3 separate regions of the Danio rerio genome follow, and regions 1 and 2 are each linked to region 3. A link is a contact called in public Hi-C data. All regions are on one chromosome and are shown on one strand. The core of a region is the stretch at or near the end of the contact, and the rest is flanking DNA. Distances in the headings are between cores, read along the strand shown. Region 1 overlaps stard13b (StAR related lipid transfer domain containing 13b). Region 2 holds the start of pds5b (PDS5 cohesin associated factor B). Region 3 overlaps stard13b (StAR related lipid transfer domain containing 13b).

Evidence for each region. A called contact is a pair of places that touch in the nucleus more often than the background predicts.
Region 1: a contact with region 3 is called in a Hi-C map of embryo, with 2.4 times the contacts expected there. The contact joins two enhancer-like sites. A contact is called at or near these places in 3 of 18 Hi-C or Micro-C datasets (caudal fin, embryo and fibroblasts) and 1 of 4 datasets of contacts at active chromatin or transcription factors (caudal fin).
Region 2: a Hi-C map of an unstated tissue shows a contact between it and region 3, with 2.8 times the contacts expected there. The contact joins the promoter of pds5b here to the enhancer-like site in region 3. A contact is called at or near these places in 1 of 18 Hi-C or Micro-C datasets (an unstated tissue) and 1 of 4 datasets of contacts at active chromatin or transcription factors (embryo).

What each region holds. Positions count from the first base shown.
Region 1 is chr15:36,096,562-36,101,527 of GRCz12tu, reverse strand. It overlaps stard13b (StAR related lipid transfer domain containing 13b), which reads left to right. Exons shown (of 18, transcript XM_005157638.6): 7 at 2,252-2,333. Among named protein-coding and RNA genes, the nearest start is that of nbeab, 20 kb to the right of the region's middle. Within about 2 kb of position 2,052, at least 7 of the 62 cell types and tissues checked have an H3K27ac peak or open chromatin away from gene starts, as enhancers often do. A contact at or near this core is called in caudal fin, where this site is marked.
Region 2 is chr15:36,422,212-36,426,828 of GRCz12tu, reverse strand. It overlaps pds5b (PDS5 cohesin associated factor B), which reads left to right and starts at 1,728. Exons shown (of 34, transcript XM_688861.9): 1 at 1,728-2,019. LOC141377879 (a long non-coding RNA gene) reads right to left here. Exons shown (of 2, transcript XR_012390977.1): 1 at 3,654-4,617; 2 at 1,954-3,325.
Region 3 is chr15:36,244,404-36,249,027 of GRCz12tu, reverse strand. It overlaps stard13b (StAR related lipid transfer domain containing 13b), which reads left to right. Exons shown (of 18, transcript XM_005157638.6): 2 at 4,354-4,624. The coding sequence starts at 4,497. Among named protein-coding and RNA genes, the nearest start is that of stard13b, 12 kb to the left of the region's middle. Within about 2 kb of position 2,812, at least 5 of the 62 cell types and tissues checked have an H3K27ac peak or open chromatin away from gene starts, as enhancers often do. A contact at or near this core is called in caudal fin, where this site is marked.

The sequences.
Region 1 (4,966 bases), core at 803-3,302, 150 kb after region 3:
AACTCATTCATTCATTTCTTTTTGGCTTAGTCCCTTTAAGATTAGTTAATGTAGCGAGTAAAATAATTGGTTGGAGACAAATTCTTCTTACTAATTTAATTATAGCAGTTAAAAAAGGAAAAAGCTCCACTATTGTGGAAGATTCTTCCCATCCTGTACATGGTTCCTTTAAGTTATTTCCATCTGGCAGATGGTAAAAATAATTAGCAAAAAAGCCTATGTGCAAGAAGACATTTATTCCCACTGCCATTGTTTTTTTATATATATATATATATATATATATATATATATATATATATATATATATATATATATATATATATATATATATATATATATATATATATATATATATATATATGTGTGTGTGTATATATATATATATATATATATATATATATATATATATATATATATATATATATATATATATATATATATATATATATATATATGTGTGTGTATATATATATATATATATATATATATATATATATATATATATATATATATATATATATATATATATATATATATATATATATATATATAAATATGTGACTTTTTAAATAATTTTGTAAGAATATTTATGTTTTGCTGTTGTTTGTGAGCCTATGTCTAAAGACAAATTTCTAACCTCTGTGGGATAGACAATAAAGTTTATTTAATTGAATTAAAAACTTTTATTAATACAGTTTAAACTACACCAATTAAGAACAGTTAAATTATTATAAAATAATTCAACCTTGATGAGTAAAATAGGCATCTTTCAAACCATTAACAGTCATACTGATCAAAAACTTAGACTTTTAGTATGATTTAAACTGTTTAAAGAGCGGTTAGTACTCTCATTCAGATTTCCAAACAATCGCATGACGTCAACCTGTTCCCAAAATGAGTGTCATTTTGGGCAAAAACAAGCTTTTAATGTGGGATGTGGTTTCCGATGTTTAAATGGGCGCTTTAATGTCTGTCAGACCTCATGTTGTTTAGCTAGTTTAAGCTCACTCATTTTCCCTGTGATCTGATGTTTCGTTCCACCTCAGAAAAAGGCCTCATTTACTCAGAGCATTCATACCCCCTACATCTGAAATGCTGGGAGGTACAGGTCATTGGTCAAACAGGTTCAGGTTAAGAGGTACCGCTTGTACATATAGAGTGTGACATCTTCAAAGAGAGACAGAGGTCATGGGAATAACCTTGCCGCAAAAAACGCTGCCTTTTTCAGTCGCTCATGGCAAGTGCTTTTGATCTTGGAGTGTTGGTCTTTAGATGAAATTGTATGAGCTTTCTAGTTTTTTCACTTGTTTCATTTCATGTTTTAGGAGTAAAAACCCCAGATTTTTTTTTTTGTTCTCTGTTACTTGTCTATTTAAAGTTATAAAACACCCCACCCCCTCCAAAAAAATAAAATAAAATAATAATAATAATAAAAATGTAATTTATAAGACTTTCATTTAAAATATATAATATAAAAATTAAATATAATATAATTAATTATAATATAATATAATATAATATAATATAATATAATATAATATAATATAATATAATATACAGTTTTATAAATGGATGCATCAGATGTTTTGGAGCATAAAAATAATTCAAACAATATAGAGTTTTTAGCAAAATAGATGGTCTTTTATTATACAATCCTTTCTTTGTTTATTTGTGACAATAATACTTGCGGTCATGGAATCAAAGTGCAGAATAGAATCTTTCCATAATGCATCTCTTCAGAAGTGTTGTTTTGGAATATCCAGCAGCTTAAAACCAGAACACAGTGTCTCTCTTTGAATCTGTGATTTTACTTATTTCATTCAGCAGAGGCAAAAAAATATGATGAAACATTTAATTGTACTAGTGGAATGTCAACTCTGGCGGGGTCTGGATCCAGTCACCCCATTACATAAGTTGGACACTATACTCAGTTGAAGACGTAATGGCTTCTCAAAGCCAAGCTCAGAATTTGGGGGGCAAACCCTGTCTCACTTTATTAGCATCTGGAAGTTTAAAACAAGTTAGCTACTCTCTGTGTCTTGGCTATCGCTCTGGAAAGAATGTGTTGTCAGGGTTTTTTTAAAGAGTGTGGGCGCCTGGATTCCTCTGTGTTCACTGTGAACATGCAAGATTGGCCTATTAACGAATCAGAAGGAAATCGTTATGGTGCTTAAAAGACATCTGTTTTTTCCTGAATTGGACTGTAATGGACTTGATTGTTGAAATGGGATACGCCTGTGTTTCTTTGCAGATTCTCAATTTCCCATTGACATCTCTCCTGTGAAGAAAGACCATGACTTCTTGGACAAAGACCTTGTGGAACCTCTATGCCGGTAAGAACTGTGTTGTATCTACAGTCTTCTCGACACCCTGAAGAAATCAAGCCATATCTTTGGAGAAACATTGAAACTACCTAAGCTTAATAATAAATAATAAATACAACAGATAACAGCAGCAATAAAACAGAGGAAAAAATACTTTTAGAACCATGTTGTTGTAATGGCGGCCATCAAGAGGAGTTGTACAAACCTCACTCCCTGGAGATGCACCAGCAACTGACACTATAGATTTGTGTCTTTAATGTCCTTGTTATCATGACTTGCTGGAAACCCTGGATCAGATCCCACTCAGGTGGGGTTGCATTAGTGCCATGACCCGGTTGAAAGTGAAGCCAATGGAGACCAGCAAACAGGAACTGCTAGGGGTCATTGTGTTTAGCTTCCTCGTTAGAGCAACCGACTTCCATTTGGAGAGTCAACAGTTCAATTCCAGCTCGGAGCGGGTTGGGTGGTGCAGGACTTAGCGGGGTTACATTGGTGCCGTGACCCAGTTGAAAGTAAAGTGCAATCGAGACCAGCAAACAGGAACTGTGCAAGTAAACCATACTCACTTGGCATTAAGAGACACAATTTTGATTAATGCTAGGGGTTGTGGTCTTTGAGGCCATCTAGTGAAGTGCTGTGCAGGTAAACCTCACTCTTCTGACCTCCTAAAGGTGCTCTTGCAACAGACGCTAGAGGTCATGCTGTTTAGCCTCCTTGTTGGAGCTACCGACTCCTATGTGGAGAGTCGCCGGTTCAATCCCAGGTCGGAGCGGATTGGGTGGCGCAGGACTTTGCGGGGTTTATTGGTGCCGTGACTAGGATGAGAGTGAGGTTTAGGGGTGAGTGTTACGGTCATAGTGTTTAGCCTCCTTGTTGTAGCTACCAACTCCCATGTGGAGGGTTGTCGGTTCGATCCCAGCTCGGAGTGGGTTGGGTGGTGCAGGACTGACGGGGTTACATTTAGAGCAGGACAGAAAGGGAGACAATAATGTTATGACCATGGCAGGAGTAAGGCTTAAGGAGGAGAGTACAATGAAGATGTTATGCTCATCAAGGGATGGGGTCTTTTGCAGCCTTGTTAACTCAGTTACCTCCCAGGCCCAAAACTTTAGTTTGAATTTCACTCCAGACCAGTAGAACTTAAGGGGCTATTTTGGTGGTGTGAACTAAATGGAAATGAATTTTAGAGGTGTGAGTGCAATGAAAGCCACATAGACCAAATATCCACTTAGTAGGAGCTGTTAAAGTAAACCTTAAGCCTTCTTTCCACTGCACATAACAAACGACAAGCGACAGACCGGAAGTGATTAATTTCCAATGAAGAGTAGTCTGGGAGCTGCGTGGAGTTCCGATCATCTTTGTATGCGGAAATTCCAATTGAGCTGTGGACCTGTTGAAATATTTGAACTCCTGGGACTAGACTGTATGCGACCGGCCGACCGGATGTGATGTATTCCAGTGTTGTCCAAGTAGGTCCGTGTGCGCGAGATAAGAAATGGGAGTTTTTTTTTTTTTTGTTATATTTTGAATCAGAAAAAGTCTTTATTAAAAAAAATAAAACATTTCTATTCATAAATGTAAGTAATAAAGTAATAAAAATTTTTTTTATGTTGTCTCCACATTCCCTTTAATATTTTTAGCGGTCTATGAGTTTCTAGTATTCATTCATTTTTACTCCCCTTACCTCAAGAGGCACAATAGTAACCGAGAGGATGTTAGAAATGCTGAATCATATCCCACTTACAAAAACAAGAGTGTTAATAAAGTTAATGGATGAAAGGGTTTAGATCTTTATTTCATATTCAAAACATGTATTTTGTAGTGGTTGAGGTTTATCAAAGTCCTCTTCATCTGTAATGACAACAAGTCCTAAAAGTCTGCTTTTCCCTCATGCATTGCATCAATTAAGCTCAGGTCTGGAGGACTTTCTCTCATGTCAATCTTCTTGTAATAGTAGAGTAAATAATGTCATGATTAAAGCAACAAGTGACTCAATAAAGTTTGTAAATTACACTCATTGTGTTTCCCCAGAAATTAAGTACAGAATGTTCTCAATGAGTTAGCTTTTCGTTTTGTTTAGACACTGAATTTGAGTTCCCAAATTAAGATGAAAAGAGCCCTCCAGTGACTTTGGTTGCCTTGGATACTGCTCTGGTAGGAGAGCACTGGGGGCAAAGGGGGTGCACTCAAGCCGGTCTACTGTGACTCTAAACAACCCTTAAGCAACTCATCGAAATTCCAAACCTGTTTACTGTTGTGTGGGAAACAATGTCCGACATTCCCACCTCTCCCCCTGACTTCTCACTTTTCTTCATCCCCCGGAGGGGAACAACTTGGTAAACAATTCTAGCACGACATGCCTAGTAAGAGTGCGGAGGAGTCAGTTAGTTGCGGATGTTTGCGAGCACCAGTGACAAAGCTAACATCTTTAACCTTTGTCTGACACTTTACTCTCTGCAGTTTGCTGATTTTAGTTCACAAATCTGTCAATTGTAATTAATGGGTTGTTACCAAATTCATTAACTTAGTCTCGTTAACTAGCAATGTTCAACCAACATACAAGAAATGTAAGCTTTATTAACACAATGAAAGCTAAACACTTTAGCTTTAGGGACTAGTTCTCAATGTTTAATTTGTTAATA
Region 2 (4,617 bases), core at 479-2,978, 180 kb before region 3:
CCACTGCGCCACTTGCTGTCCCATATTATTATTATTACTTATTATATTATTATGGGCGAGGCAGTGGCGCAGTAGGTAGTGCTGTCGCCTCACAGCTAGAAGGTTGCTAGGTTGCTGGTTCAAACCTCGGCTCAGTTGGCGTCTCTGTGTGGAGTTTGCATGTTCTACCTGCCTTAGCGTGGGTTTCCTCCGGGTGCTCCGGTTTCCCCCACAGTCCAAAGACATGCGGTACAGGTGAATTGGGTAGGCTAAATTGTCAGTAGTGTATGAGTGTGTGTGTGTGAATGTGTGTGTGGATGTTTCCCAGAGATGGTTTGCGGCCGGAAGGGCATCCGCTGCGTAAAAACTTGCTGGATAAGTTGGCGGTTCATTCCGCTGTGGCGACCCCGGATTAATAAAGGGACTAAGCCGACAAGAAAATGAATGAATTATATTAATATTGTATATAATTATTATAAAGAAATTATGTTGCAGAATATTTACATTTATTTTGTTTATTTGGTTGTTTATGTAAATTTATTTAAATTAAATAGGTTCATTTAAAGAATTTCTTACGATAACCAAACTAAGAGTTTTCGATATCTGTAAGTCATTAGGGTTATTAAAGTTAAACATTAAATAAATGTTGTGACTTTAAAAAATCATAAACGGAATGAATCAATCATTTATTAAATAAATATATAGAAACTTTAATAACATTTTTATTTTATAGAAAACGCTGGTTATTTTTGTAAGTAAATTTTTTTGTACAGAAATTTTTGTAAGTTTTTTTTTTTTTTTTTTATGGTGCAATACATTTCTAATTTTGGGCCATTTTAAATTGAAGTTGTGACATTTATAACATTGGTTGTTTTTTTTTATTTCCCAAATTATGTTCAATAGAGCAAGGAAATTTACAGTATGTCTGATAGCATTTTTCTTTTGGGGAAAGTCTTATTTGTTTTATTTCAGCGAGAAAAAAAGCATTTTTTAATTTAAAAAAAACATTTAAGGTCACAATTATTAGCCCCTTTAATCTATATATTTTTTTCTTGATAGTCTACTGAACAAACCATCGCTATACAATAACTTGACTAATTACCCTGACCTGCCTAGTTAACCTAAGTTAAGCCTTTAAATGTCACTTTAAGCTGTATAGAAGTGTCTTGAAAAATATCTAGTCAAATATTATTTACTGTCATCATGGCAAAGATAAAATAAATCAGTTATTAGTTATTAAAACTTTATTAAAATTTATAAAGTCTAGAAATGTGTTGAAAAAATCTTCTCACCGTTAAACAGAAATTGGAGAAAAATTAAACAGGGGTCTAATAATTCTGACTTTAACTATATATCAGCTTTATTAGCAATTATCATTACAATTTTACATTTCTATTATTCCTTTTGAGTAGGATTATCAAAGTGCACAACAATAAAACTTAAATAATTTGTTACTTAAAAATAAACATTAATTGAATGAATGAATGAATGAATGAATCAATAAATACATTTTTGGTTTATTTTCATTTAATCAAAACTAAAATAAAATCTAAAACTGTAAATAAATATAAATTAAAGTTAAAACTGATGATCTAAAAATAAAAACAAACCGTAAATTATTATTTAATACCAAAGTAACACTTGTTTATTTGGGAATAACATCTCTCTTGCAGCAGCGCATACCTGTCAAATGAAGGCGGAGACTGGCTGTTATTCTTCTCATGTCCTGTAGGAGTCGCTGTTACACCACACTCCAACCTGCCCGCGACTCCACACAAACGCTCGCTTTTACACAAGCCATTTCCGTCACTATTACAGCAACTTGTTTCTGTTTCTAACAGCAAAACTGCCAATATAATCTCAAAGCACGCAGTTATGCTGTTAAATAAATAACCGCGAGTGGAGGAGGAGGGAGAAGCGTCTGTGTTGAGCAGAGCTGCACTGACTGGTGCAGATAGGGACAAATTGGCGCCATTTTGAAGCCGACAGGAGGATCACAGCGGTGGAGAAGCGAGTGGAGCGCGCACTTTTTCCAAAAAGGTAAACGTCTGTTTGGAAGTAAACCGCACGCGAGGTCAAAACCGCTCCGATTTGTATGTCTTTAACAGGGATTATTATTTCCTGGCTGTTTCCGGAGGTGCTTTTGTAATTTTCGGCGGTTGCTTGTCTATTCTCTTGTTAACCCATGCGAGAGACTCTCACTCTCAGCCTTTCCCCCCAAAATCTGTCCATTCTTTATGTAAAACCCGAATTGCAATGACAGTCGTTGTTGGTTTGTGTGAAACGAGTGTTTTCGTGGTGGTTTTCATTGGAAATTACGGTCGTGCGCTTCTTTGATGCCTCGTGTATGTGCACATACATCCGAGTGTGTGTGTGTTTGTGTTTTAGCCTTGTTAGCTTAGCATAGCTGCTCGTAAACCGCTTCAACCTAACGTTAACGTTATTTTAAAGTCTGATTCAACACATCAATTGAGACTGTAGTAATGCATTTTGCATTCGGTTTCATTTGTCCCATTGCATGTTGAGATCGTACGAGCCGTAGTGCATCGGATCTAGATAGTAACGGAGAAGCTTACAATGTATTTTAGCTTGTAAACACCCCCTTAGGGGTGTAATCTGGTTTTCTGTGGGATAAACCACTGTCATAGGCATAAAATGACAGCTGTTGTGTGATCACGACTGTGTTTTGTTCTGGATGTGGCTGTCTTGAAGCTGTGAAGTGGTACAAAGACGTCAGTTGGGAAAGTCAACCTGCTGTCAGTGTAAACCTCTCTTCCCCCCCATGCAAAATCATTATAAGGCTGTGATGGTGTTTGTAAACGCGTTGCTTTGTTTACTGATAGCTTGTATTAAGGTGTTGTGAAATATGTGTTTGGTGTTTGAAGGGAGTGTAAAACACACTTGATCCTGCTTAGAAATGACAGCTATTTTCGCTTTAGCTTGCATTATTAATTTCTTGCAAAATTGTGCTGGGTTGTAAGTTTATGAATTGCTCTAAGGAAAAATGCAGCTTGAAGATTCATTCATTCATTCATTCATTTATTCATTTCAAGACCCCATGAAATTCGTGTTTTGTTTTAGTCTTTTATGTAGCCACACAGTTATGTATTCAGTATGACCTATACAATGTAGTTTTATTTGCACTAGAGTATGTACATTCTTTTATTTGTGTATAAAATGAAAATGTGCCATTATTTATTTAATGTATTTAAGTCTCTACGGCTAGTTTATGAAAACAAAAACAAAATATTTATGATTTGATGACATTAAACGACAATCACTGCATCCCCAAATTACTAATTCGTTGTTGATTTTAAATCTTTATATTTAACCACTCTCCTTAAAACTGCTTGGTTTTACCAATTTGTCATTACCAAAATCTTTAATAAAATATGGTAATATTTGTGTTATTACTTTATTTTTTAGAATTATAGAAAAACAGGTTAGATAAAATATATAATCAATATATATTTTACATTAAATGATGAGAGCAATAACTATTTAATAGCTAACTCAACTATTTTGAAATGTATGTTTTACATTTTTATTAATTTTATTTATTATAAAATAATTTTTTTCTTTGTAAGCAATCTTAAAAACCCAGACATTTAGATCTTATTGTAAACAATGTTGAATTTTAATGATAAATGTTTTGACCTCACCATCGTCCAGACAAAAAGATAGACCGCTTTCCCTGTGTGTCAGATTTCTCCATTCATTTCTTGAAGCTCCACCTCTAGAGAGTCGACTACAAGCTTTTTCAAATTTATCATGAATAGACCAGAATCCCTTCTTCCATACATTTATGCTGAGATGTACTTTACACAGTCAGGGAACTTTAATTTATTAATGTTTTGGTCCACTTTTATCAGAGGAAAGTGACAGTATCACAACGTGACATGATTTTGTAAAGAAAATAAAAACAAACATAAATTGTCTGTGTATAATAATGATAGCTCATCTTTCATTCAAATTCTATGTTGATTGAAAATGGTTTTCTCTAAAACACCGTCCATTTCTTAGGTGTATTTCCCAAAATCACTGTGAGCTAAACTATGGTTGCAAGTTCTGCTGCATTTAATTAGAAATAAAGTTATGAATTATCATATTGTTGAACTTTACTTTGTTTTAAGAAATAATAAACAAGAAAAAAGGCTAATAAAAATATTAGGGCTGCACAATAAATTGTTTCAGCATTAATATTCGCATTGCATGATCTGCAATGTTAAGTTGGTATTTTCACCAGGAGCCACAGTTGCAAAGTATAGCCTCAATAGTGTACAATTGTATCATTTGCATTTGTTTTTTTAAGGCCTGTGATTGTGTGGGGATTTGAGGAGAGTTTAAAGCATTCAGAGACGAGAAAATGTTATAGTTTGTAACTAAATGAAGGTTAAATTTATAGAATTATAATTATGATGAAGACTATACAGTGCTATTTACATTTGATTATTAAAACTCCAAAGAAAATTGTTAAGCACTGTTTATTTCACTTGTATCTTTGATCAGTTGTATTTATTAATTTGTTTATCAAATTTAATGCAAATGATAATCAAACTAAATAAATCAGTTATTATTTCTAAATAGAGTTATTAAAGTAATCTGTTAAAATGGAATTTATATAGCTATATTTATTGC
Region 3 (4,624 bases), core at 1,563-4,062:
TGTGTTATACATAAAAGCAATGGTACGCGATAAGAGGAATTTTCCATATTAAAAGAAGTTTTTGTTGTAAACAACACCTGAAATATGTATATTTTAGAAACATCTGTTTCTTGCAGCTAACAAACTGATAAACTGACAATGATCTCCTCATGTACACCTCATGTGCTTTATTCAGTGTTTAATGCCAATAAAGTGAGTTTGAATGCCATTTTAAATGGCATTTATTGCCATATACTGAAAGCAGCAGCAGATAGTTTACCTCAGATTTTGAAAATAAATAAATTGAACTTTTGAACTGTGACGTAGTGCAAGCCAACACATATCAGTGATAAGCATGTCATTTTGATAATGTTAAAGAGGTTTGAAATGTATGAATTAAATTATAAACCTTACCATTTAGCTGGAGTGCAGTGAGTGCACTATTCTGTGCTTCTGAATGGCGGTATTTAAATTTCTGTCGTGTTTCGTATGATGCAAAATTGCTTAACACTGTAAATCTCATCACGTAGCGTGTTGTTAGGACATGGGGTTACAATGTAACCTTCTCACCTAATGTTTACGGTCGTAATATTTATATCATTTTCTTATTAATATGCTCATGTAGAACTTATTTCAGAGTCCTCCTGCTACTGTCCACTGAGGGCGCACGGATTCATACTTTGAGAGCTTTTCTGACTGAAAAATTGAAAATACACTGTTTTGCCCAAAGGCAACCTGGGATTCTGAAATATGATTGGCTAAATTGGCAATGGGTAAACCAAAACAAAGACAGACATTCCAGCATGTAACAGAGATTTTTAAAGCTTCAGCATTGTTTTTTAGATAAACGAGAATGTTCACTTAGCATGTTTCCTACAGTAAATATCTGCAAACATATTATGGTATTTTTAGGCTTTAAAAGAGTCAAAATCTACTTAAAGCACTTTTACGTGCAAATATAGTTGTCAGACTACATAACATTTTTCATATTTAATAAATATGAAAATATTTAAAAGGATTAAAAATGATGAAATCACTGCATCCAAAAAAAAGTTTTTTTTTTGTAGATGAAAAATAGTATAAATATTAACAAAGTTTGTTTTTATTTTCTATTTTTATTTTACTTTAGTTTAATTTGTAATGCTTCTCTTGTTTTGTTGTAGTCTTTTTAACATTTTTAAATCATCTCTCTATAGTTTTTCTTTGTTGAGCGCATTGTAACTACCAATTAATGACTATTACAAAAATAAATGAGTAATTTGGTTTGTGTCCATAAAGATCACTTATATGGTTAAAATATGTAGCCATTTTTATGGTTAAAACAGCGAATATCTGTTTTCATGCCTTATATTTAATTACATGCATATGTAGTTGTCAGACTACATGAAATTTTTGGTCATCGCGATTATTCACATCTAAAATAAAAGTTCATTTTGACATAATATATGTGTGTGTACTATGTATATTGATTATGTAGACATAAAATAGGTATGCATATTGAACAGATTATATGTAAATTTAAATACCTATGGAAAAAAAGTTTTAATGAATATATTTAACACACATAACTTTTAGGCGGCACAGTAGGTAGTGCTGATGCCTCATAGCAAGAAGATCGCTGGGTCGCTGGTTCGAGCCTCGGCTGGGTCAGTTGGCGTTTCCGTGTGGAGTTTGCATGTTCTCCCTGCGTTCGCGTGGGTTTCCTCCGGGTGCTCCGGTTTCCCCCACAGTCCAAAGACATGCAGTACAGGTGAACTGAGTAGGCTAAATTGTCCGTATTGTTTGAATGAGTGTGTGTGTGGATGTTTCCCAGAGATGGGTTGTGGCTGAAATGGCATCCGCTGCATAAAATCTTGTTGGATAAGTTGGCGGTTCATTCCGCTGGGGCCACCCCGGATCAATAAAGGGACTATGCTGAAAAGAAAATGAATGAATTAATGAATAGAACTTTTAGTCACATGGGTTTCCTCCACAGTCCATGACATGCCCTATAGGTGAATTGGGTAAACTAAACTGGCCATAGTGTTTGAGCATGTGTGTGAATGAGTGTGTATGGGTGTTTCCCAGTACTGGGTTGCGGCTGGAAGGGCATCCTCTGTGTTTGTGGTTCCTTCCACTGTGGCAACCTCTGAAATAGAGACTAAGCCAATGGAAAATGAATAAATGAATATATCTCATATTAAAACAAACTTTTATTTTTGATATGATTAATCGATTAATCTTTGTCCGGAATTAAAAAAATCTATTTAAGGATTAAAAAAAGATGGAAATGAAGTACAGCATTCAAAATATGTAAACCTTTTAATCATATGAATCTTCTGTTTTATATTTTTTTTTTAAATCAGATTTTATTAGTCATTTCTTCCACCGCCACTTTCAACACGATAGCATTCGCCTCTGGAATGATCTGGCCTGTCAGATACACTTCGCGTTTAAACTGATCAATCTGACAAAGCAAACCAATCACGTCTTAATAAAGCGCCAGTGAGTGGCATGATTTCACGCTCGTAGCCCCTCGATAGAAACATCCTGCCAGGAATAATCTTGGTCTTTCACAGTTCATCTGTCTAGATGATGTTCTTGAGCCAAAGTGTCAGAAAGGAATGTTCTTTCTTTTCTCCACCAATCAGACTCTTCCTCTGGTTTAATGTGTGTTTTTGCGGACCGTGTTTTGGGGGGTAATGAGGGGGTTAGCAGGATCGCTAACCACAGCCTGGTCTGGGACATTTAGGTCGTGTGATGAATGGACGGGTGCATTGTAAATCAGCCACTGGAGAGCGAAGGGCTGGATTCCTCATAGCACTGATGTCACCACCGTCGTGCTTTCAACAGATCCAGACTTGAACGCTCTCAGCCCGAGCCAGATGTTCAACCCCTCAGATCCCCTGTTATTCCCTCCTCTACTTGTGCAAGAGTCCCAGTTATTCCCTCTCTGCCACTTTGGGATGCCGTTATCACTTTTCTGGCTCTGTGGGATTCGCTCGTAGACATTCAGGTTCTAAAATAGTTTCTGATGTGATACCATTGATTTTCTTGCGTTTTACAACTTTAATTTTTTTTTTTGGTTTCCTAATGATACATTGTTCCTTTTTGTCCTGATTTCTCCTCATATTTACATTTACATATACAATACATAAAAAAATGCTGTTTGGGGAGCGTCACGGTGGCGCAGTGGGTAGCACAATTGCCTCACAGCTAGAAGGTTGCTGATTCGAGCCTCAGCAGGGTCAGTTGGCATTTCTGCGTGAAGTTTCTCCCACAAAGACATGTGCTATAGGAGAATTGGGTAAACTAAATTGTCTGTAGTGTTTGTGTGTTAATGAGTTGTGTATGGATGTTTCCCAGTACTGGGTTGCAGCGGGAAGGGCATCCGCTCTGTAAAACATATGCTGCATGACTTGGCTGTTCATTCTGCTGTGGCGACCCCTGATACATAAAGGGATTAAGCCGAAGGAGAATGAATGAATGTTTTACGCAGCGGATGCCCTTCCAGCTGCAAACCAGTACTGGGAATTTGGATGTTCTCCCCATGTTTGCGTAGGTTTCCTTTGAAAGTGTATGAGTGTATTTGTGAATGAGTGTATAGGTGTTTCCTATTACTAGGTTGAAATTTTTATATTTATATTTATTGGCCAATATATCGGTTATTAGCCTTTGAATATAAAGAATTTTGTTTTATTTATCAGTATTGGTCAAAAATTCAATTTTGCATCCCTAGTTTGAGTAATTATCTGTGAAATACGAAGGTTTTTCTATGAAATACCATGAGAAGCACTGATCTATTTTGAGTTTTTGTTGTAATGATGCTTCTGCAGTTCCATATTATCTCACAAAAATATGTAAAAAAATAACTTAAAATCTTATGGGGTGCATTTCTGGTTTCCCAGTCTGATTAAGCTGTTGATTAGATGCTCTTAAAGTGGATAGTTTACCAAAATAATATATATTTTCTGTTAATTTACTTTCACCCTCAGGCAATCCAGTGCCTTCAGCAGGATATTAAAGTTTCAGAATGAAACTGTGGTTGTTTGTGATTCAGAACATTAAAGTGACTGTCAAACCTTTGAAAGCCAAAAAAACAAGGCCAAAACAATTACAAAATTAATTCAGATCCTGATGTTGCATTCAGGCCTTGGGAAGCGAAATGATTAAACTGAATGCCCAAAGACCACAATTTCAGCTAAAATCTTCTTTAAAGTTTTAATTAGGAAGAAAAGGGACCTACACATTGAATGGCCTGAGGGTAAATTAATAGAAGATTTTTTTTTCAGTGAACACTGTTTTTACGTATGCTAAATTAGCAAACACATATTTAAAAAAATCATAAAAGCATGTAATGCTAAATTAATGACAATTTCTGTTCTTTCTTTTCAGCATGATTAACACAAAGCCCTGACTTTCACAAAGAAACCCGTTCAGTCCAAATGGTGGAACATGACAAACATGGCAGTTTCTGGAATAATACAAAGACTTTTCTGGATATTCCATATGCCTAGCTCCAAACAGTAGACTGAAACATGGACAATCCACCCATGATGGCTTTAGAGGAGCGACGATCTTCAGCGCTCAAAATGACTTTCTCCGGAGAGCTTTCAATGGCGGACTCAACCAAGGCTTGTAACCAGACCTCAAAAAACACTCCTAA